2 separate regions of the Mus musculus genome follow, and region 2 is linked to region 1. The links are chromatin contacts, called in public promoter capture Hi-C maps. All regions are on one chromosome and are shown on one strand. The core of a region is the stretch at or near the end of the contact, and the rest is flanking DNA. Distances in the headings are between cores, read along the strand shown.

The links. Capture Hi-C pulls out chosen DNA fragments and counts their contacts.
Region 2: a promoter capture Hi-C map of adipose tissue shows a contact between it and region 1. The contact joins two enhancer-like sites. A contact is called at or near these places in 2 of 484 Hi-C or Micro-C datasets (cortical neurons and embryonic fibroblasts), 1 of 115 datasets of contacts at active chromatin or transcription factors (embryonic stem cells) and 2 of 9 other capture datasets (adipose tissue and pancreatic islet).

The regions. Positions count from the first base shown.
Region 1 is chr14:47,340,504-47,343,394 of GRCm38.p6, forward strand. Gm41147 (a long non-coding RNA gene) reads right to left here. Exons shown (of 3, transcript XR_874595.2): 3 at 1,396-2,005. Among named protein-coding and RNA genes, the nearest start is that of Gm41147, 14 kb to the right of the region's middle. Within about 2 kb of position 1,493, at least 52 of the 459 cell types and tissues checked have an H3K27ac peak or open chromatin away from gene starts, as enhancers often do. A contact at or near this core is called in adipose tissue, where this site is marked.
Region 2 is chr14:47,444,238-47,447,118 of GRCm38.p6, forward strand. No RefSeq gene overlaps it. Among named protein-coding and RNA genes, the nearest start is that of Fbxo34, 27 kb to the right of the region's middle. Within about 2 kb of position 1,569, at least 22 of the 459 cell types and tissues checked have an H3K27ac peak or open chromatin away from gene starts, as enhancers often do. A contact at or near this core is called in adipose tissue, where this site is marked.

The sequences.
Region 1 (2,891 bases), core at 243-2,742:
GTTGAAACAATCGAGGTAGGAGTTGCTGGGGCTGGACTGGGCCAGGATGGTATTGAGAGGCAGCACAATAGGGCTGGCGTAGCTGGGTCCCTGACCAATAGAGCCTACATTGCTGGGTTCCTGAGCCAAAGACAGATTTGAGGAGTTGGAACAAATTCCTGGAATGTGTCTAGCCTGGCATGAAGGCATACACCTATTACTTGTTGGCTGGTCTTGCTACTGGGCGAAAGCAGCAAGCTCAGGGTGGGGCTGGCACTGAAGAGTCCACCAAAAAGCCCATGTCATCTGTAAGTCTGTTTAGAAGGCACACGGGCGGATCTGCTACTGGACCAATGGAAACAAGCCTGCTCACGTGGAGGAAAGGTGGAGAGTAAAAGAGGCCTGCCAGAGGAACAGATGATCCCTCCATGAGCAGTATTCCCAGAGCACAGGAGAGGAGCAGGAGTGGCCGGGTACCAACCAGGCCTCCCTTGGAACTGTCTCCCTCCCGCCAGGCTCTGTGCCTGCCCACTGCTTCCCTGCTAACTGAATCCCACTTGTAAGCAATGCCATCTTGGTTACCCTCTACTAAAGTGCAGAATCCTGAAAGGAAAGGCACTCCAGTTCAACAGGTCTGTGGAGTTAGTTCATCAATTGTTCAACCGATTTGAGTCGGATGCATTGGGAAATGAGATTCATTCAGGGTGACTTAAGAAGATGCCATTAGAGCCGGCGGGCAGTGGTGGCACACGCCTTTAATCCCAGCACTCAGGAGGCAGAGGCAGGCAGATTTCTGAGTTTGAGGCCAGCCTGGTCTACAAAGTGAGTTCCAGGACAGCCAGGGCTACACAGAGAAACCTTGTCTCAAAAAAAAAAAAAAACAAAAACAAAAACAAAAAAAGAAGATTCCCTTAAAACTCCAACTTTGGACTCGACACCTCTGGTCACCAGAAAGGGAGCTGGAGCTGAGGCAGGAGGATAGCAGAAAGATCTCCAACACTTCCAGCACCCTTGAGGAGCTTTTAGCCTTGTTACAGGGAAATACACAATGAACAGGCCCAAGCACTGGCAATGTGGTGCTGGCAGGTCGTGCCCACCCCCTTCCTTCTCCTTTGCTCAACCTTTAGATTCTAAAGCCAGCCTCCCCCCCCGCCCCCCGACCAAGGTCTATTCCCCTATCTGTCCACTTTCTTGTGCCTGACTAAAACTCCAAGGTCCAGCAATCAGAATTCATTATTTCGATACTCTGGTTAACCTGTTTAATCAGGACTTGTCAATTCAATCCAGCACAGACCTTCCCCCATTCCCCCTTAAAACCCACTCCCGAAGAAACACCTGCTGTCTGTCTTTGTCTGATCCAGAGGCAGGCCCCCTTCCCCTCCCACTTGTCCCTCTGGGGTACTGTCCTTTGTGCTGAGAATTTGTTGTCTGGGTGTGTGCTGTGTAGCCTCCATGGCAGAGCTAGGAAGTGTTACGAAGGGCCCCAGTGAAGGCCAGAGCTGAGTGCGGCTGTGTCAAAGAGCCCTTTCACACACTCTCACAGCTGAACCACACTGACTCTTTCATTCAGAGGCCCAGAAAGTTGGCTATTACAACCCCGTGGTTTTCTAAATACGAACATGGGTGTAACTTCCTGGTTCTGAGGCCTGCCTTGGTTCTGACCCTCCAGAGTCCTCCCTAGGATGTATTAAATGGAGTCATTCATAGGTGTTTGCAGGGTGCTTGAGGGCCCCACCCACCTTTTTTGCTTATTTTCTCCACTCTGTCCACTTGCCAAGTCCTGGTGGTGGGCTGAGTGGTTTCACAGTTGCTAGACTGTCTGTCACAGTAAAGCTCACGAGGCACCCTTGTGAGAATGTCACCAGCCAGACTGTCAGTGGGAAGGGAGGACTGTGACCATCAATCAAACGGAGCCAGTTGAGGTGGTCGAGGTGGTGCTCCTCCGTGTTCCCAGCTCTCGGGGGAAGGAGCCAGGAGGATCGGATCAAAACCAGATTAGCGAGTTCAAGTTCGAGGCCACTGTGGGCTACATGAGGCAATGGTTCAAAACAAGAAAGACAGAAAAAAAAGTTAAAAGAGTTAGGCTTCGGGAATTAGAGAGGAGACCAAGAAGGGTGAAAATAGGGCACGAGGATGGGTGGGAGTGGGGGAGAGGGTGCATGGGACAGGAAAGATGCACAAGGCTCTCAGGAAAGGGCCACAGGGGATAAGAGCAGCAAAGAGAGGGAGGCGAGGGGAAGGAGCACTAAGACACTCAGATTGTAAAATGCTATACTGAGCTCTAATACCTTGTACGGTAATTTTACATTTTAAAGAGTTGAATGCTTTCGAGACTTATTTACTTCTATTTCATTTGTATGCGTGTTTGTCTGAATGGATGTTTGTGTCCAAGAGAGCAAGAAAGAGATTGGGACTAGAGTTACAGACAGTTGCGAGCTGCCATGTGAGTGCTGGGAAATGAGTTTGAGTCCTCTGAAGAACAGTCAGTCTCTCCAGCACACTAACATCCAGTTAGTTAGTTAGTTAGTTAGTTAGTTAGTTAGTTAGTTAGTTAGTGTTTTTTTTTTCCAGACTGAGTTTCTCTGTGTAACCCTGGCTATCCTGGAACTCGCTCTGTAGACCAGGCTGGCCTTGAAGAACTTGCTTCTGCCTCCTGAGCACTGAGATCCAAGTCTGGATTCAAAATCTGCACCATGCAGATGTGTAGGAATCAAATCAGCATCAGACTTGTGGGTGTCAATTCTGCACCAGGCTTCACGATGACACCTGGTTGGGAAAAGCATTCAGAGCTGAGCTGCACACAAATGTGGAGAAGCCACAGAAGGGAATGGGAGAACCCATGGTAGGGGGCGGGACTGGAGTTAGGCCCGCTGGATGGACGGCTGCTTCCTAGTACAGATCTGTCACAGATA
Region 2 (2,881 bases), core at 319-2,818, 100 kb after region 1:
TTTATTTTATTACATATTATAAGTAAATATATGAAATATATGACTCAATATGAAAGTGACTCACAATATATGGAAGATGGCCATAGATGATAAATAGATGCTATACCATTATATCCAAGAGATTTTACCATCTATGGATTTTGGCATTTGTGGAATGTCCTAGAACCAATGGCTTGTGGATATTGATATAAGACAATATACTATAATCAATTGATTTAATATTTTAAACAGGTGAATTATAATTGTTGTGTGTTAGTTATATCTCAATAAAGCTATTATCTTATTATCTTTTAAATTCTTTATTAATCCTGTGATAATTTTAATGTATTTTAAAGATTTATTTATTTATTATTATATATAAGTACATGTAGCTGTCTTCAGACACTCTAGAAGAGGGCGTCAGATCTCATTACAGATGGTTGTGAGCCACCATGTGGTTGTTGGGATTTGAACTCAGAAAGAGCGGTGCTCTTAACCGCCCAGCCATCTCTCCAGGCCCCATTTTTTTTAAAGTCCATGTATTTTTATCATAGTCTTTCAACTCCTCCCAGATCCACTCCTATATCCCCACCAACCCACCAACCAACCTACCTTCCTGTTCTCTCTCTCTCTCTCTCTCTCTCTCTCTCTCTCTCTCTCTCTCTCTCTCTCTCTCTCCCACCCCCCTCTCTTTCTCTCTCTCTCAATTTAAAACCATTGAGCCCAATTTGTGTAGCCCAACTACTCTTGGGAGTAGTACTTTCCCTGTAATGTGGCCAGCCTACCAGGCTCACATCATTAAAGAAAGTTGACTGTCCCCCAGCAGCTATCAAATGCTGATAGGACCATGGTTAAAGGGAAGGACTTCCTGCTTACCACCCCCTTCGTATGCTTTCACAATTGCTCTGAGTTCCCATATGCAGCTGCTCTGTTGTGTCAAGAAAACACAGTTTGCCTGAAGTCATTGTCCACCTCTGGCTCTTACACTCTTGCAAGATGACCCCTGATCCTTGTGGTGTGGGGGGCAGAAATGAGACAGACATCCCATTTAGGACTGAGCACTGCTTAGTCTCTGGTTCTTCGGCCAGTGGCTTGCTGTGTGTTTTGGTATTGACTGTCATCTTCTGGTGAAACGTTGGAAATAGAATCTGTATTTTTTTTTTCCTTAACCTACTGTACTTTGTAGCACACCGTGCCTCTTCCTTGATATGGTAAAGCAAAAAATAGAATGCCCTGTTGTTTTGTTTCTCATTTTACAGTCTTCCCAGTGGTCAGGATTCTGTCATCTTTTCCAGCCTGACGTTACAGTATGTTGTGGAACTAAGATTTCCTCTCAAAGAATAGAAGGAAGTAAGCAAAATGGGGTGTTACTGCCTAATTCCAGACCTGTGATCTTAATTAACTCTGATGTATTTCTGCCTCGCCAGGAGTGTAAGGTGTCAACATAAATTTGTAGACAGCAAAGTGAAAGTTTCGCCAATTTTCCAGGAGCAATTAATTTATACATTATTCATTAAGTAATAGGACTTAGCACTTGCATATTCTAGGCTTCCTTGAATAATCCTCCATGTGGTTTCATTGAAAGCAATCCAATATGAACGTCACATGTTAGGCCACTCTGCTGCTCGGGGAGGACACTGGCAATTGTTTGGCAGACTGTTGTTTGTTAATGAGGCTGTTGCTCTGGCTTTCTGTGAAATTTACAGATTCATTTAGATTTTCTGCAAAATGTCTTTAACTACCTACATCTCTCTTCTACGTTGAGAATTACATCACCCATCTGTTCCCTTTTCACCAGTGCGGTTTTAGGCACTAGCAACAGAGCCATAAATTGAACAGAGCTCCAGGTCTCACTATGCAGAAGGTATTATAAAATCCTCAGCTCTCACTATGCAGAAGGTATTATAAAATGATAGAAACCGTAGAGCTCCTCATTTGCTGTTAAGTTAGGCATGCAGCCTGTTGATATGCTTGCATCCTTGGAAATGAAGAGAAATATGCTCAGGGGCTGGGGATACAGCCCAGCAGGAAAGAGCACTGGCTGCTCCCCCACAAGACCTATGTTCAGTTCTCAGCACCTGCACGGTATCTCACACCCATCAAGGTTATCCACTCTCTCCATCCCTATTAAACATCGTACTTGAAGTCTTAGCTAGAGCAGTATGACAACTGAAGGAGACCAAGGGGATACAAATAGGAAGGGAAGAAGTCAGGGTATCTATTTGCGGATGATATGGTAGTATATATATGTGACCCCAAAAATTCTACCAGAGGACTCCTACAGCTGATAAACACTTTCATCAAAGTAGCAGGATACAAAATTAACACACACAAAAAAATCACTAGCCTTCTTATATGCAAATGACAAAAGAAATCAGGAACACAACACCTTTCATAATAGCCTCAAAAAATATATAATATCTTGGAGTAACTCCACCAAGCAAGTGAAAAGACTTGTATGATAAAAAATTTAAGACATTGAAGAAAGAAATTAAAGAAGATATCAGAAGATGGAAAGATCTCCCATGATTAAGGGTAAGTAGGATTCAAATAGTAAAAATGGCCATCCTACCAAAAGCTATCCTCAGATTCAATGCAATCCCCATTAAAATTATAACACAATTCTTCACAGATCTTGAAAGGACCATTTTCAGCTTCATATAGAAACACAAAAACTCCAGCATCGATAAGCATTTCTCAATAATAAAAGAACTGCTGGAGGAAAGGCCATACCAATCTCAAATTGTTCGACAGAGCTGTATTAATTAAAACAGCATGGATGCCTCTAGGTAGAGGAAATAGGATAGTTATTGATAAATGGGGTTGGGGATGGCTGGAACAGGAGGATCAGATGGGGATGGGAAGGGAAGAGAGGGGCAAGAGAAGGAGTATAGGAAGGGAC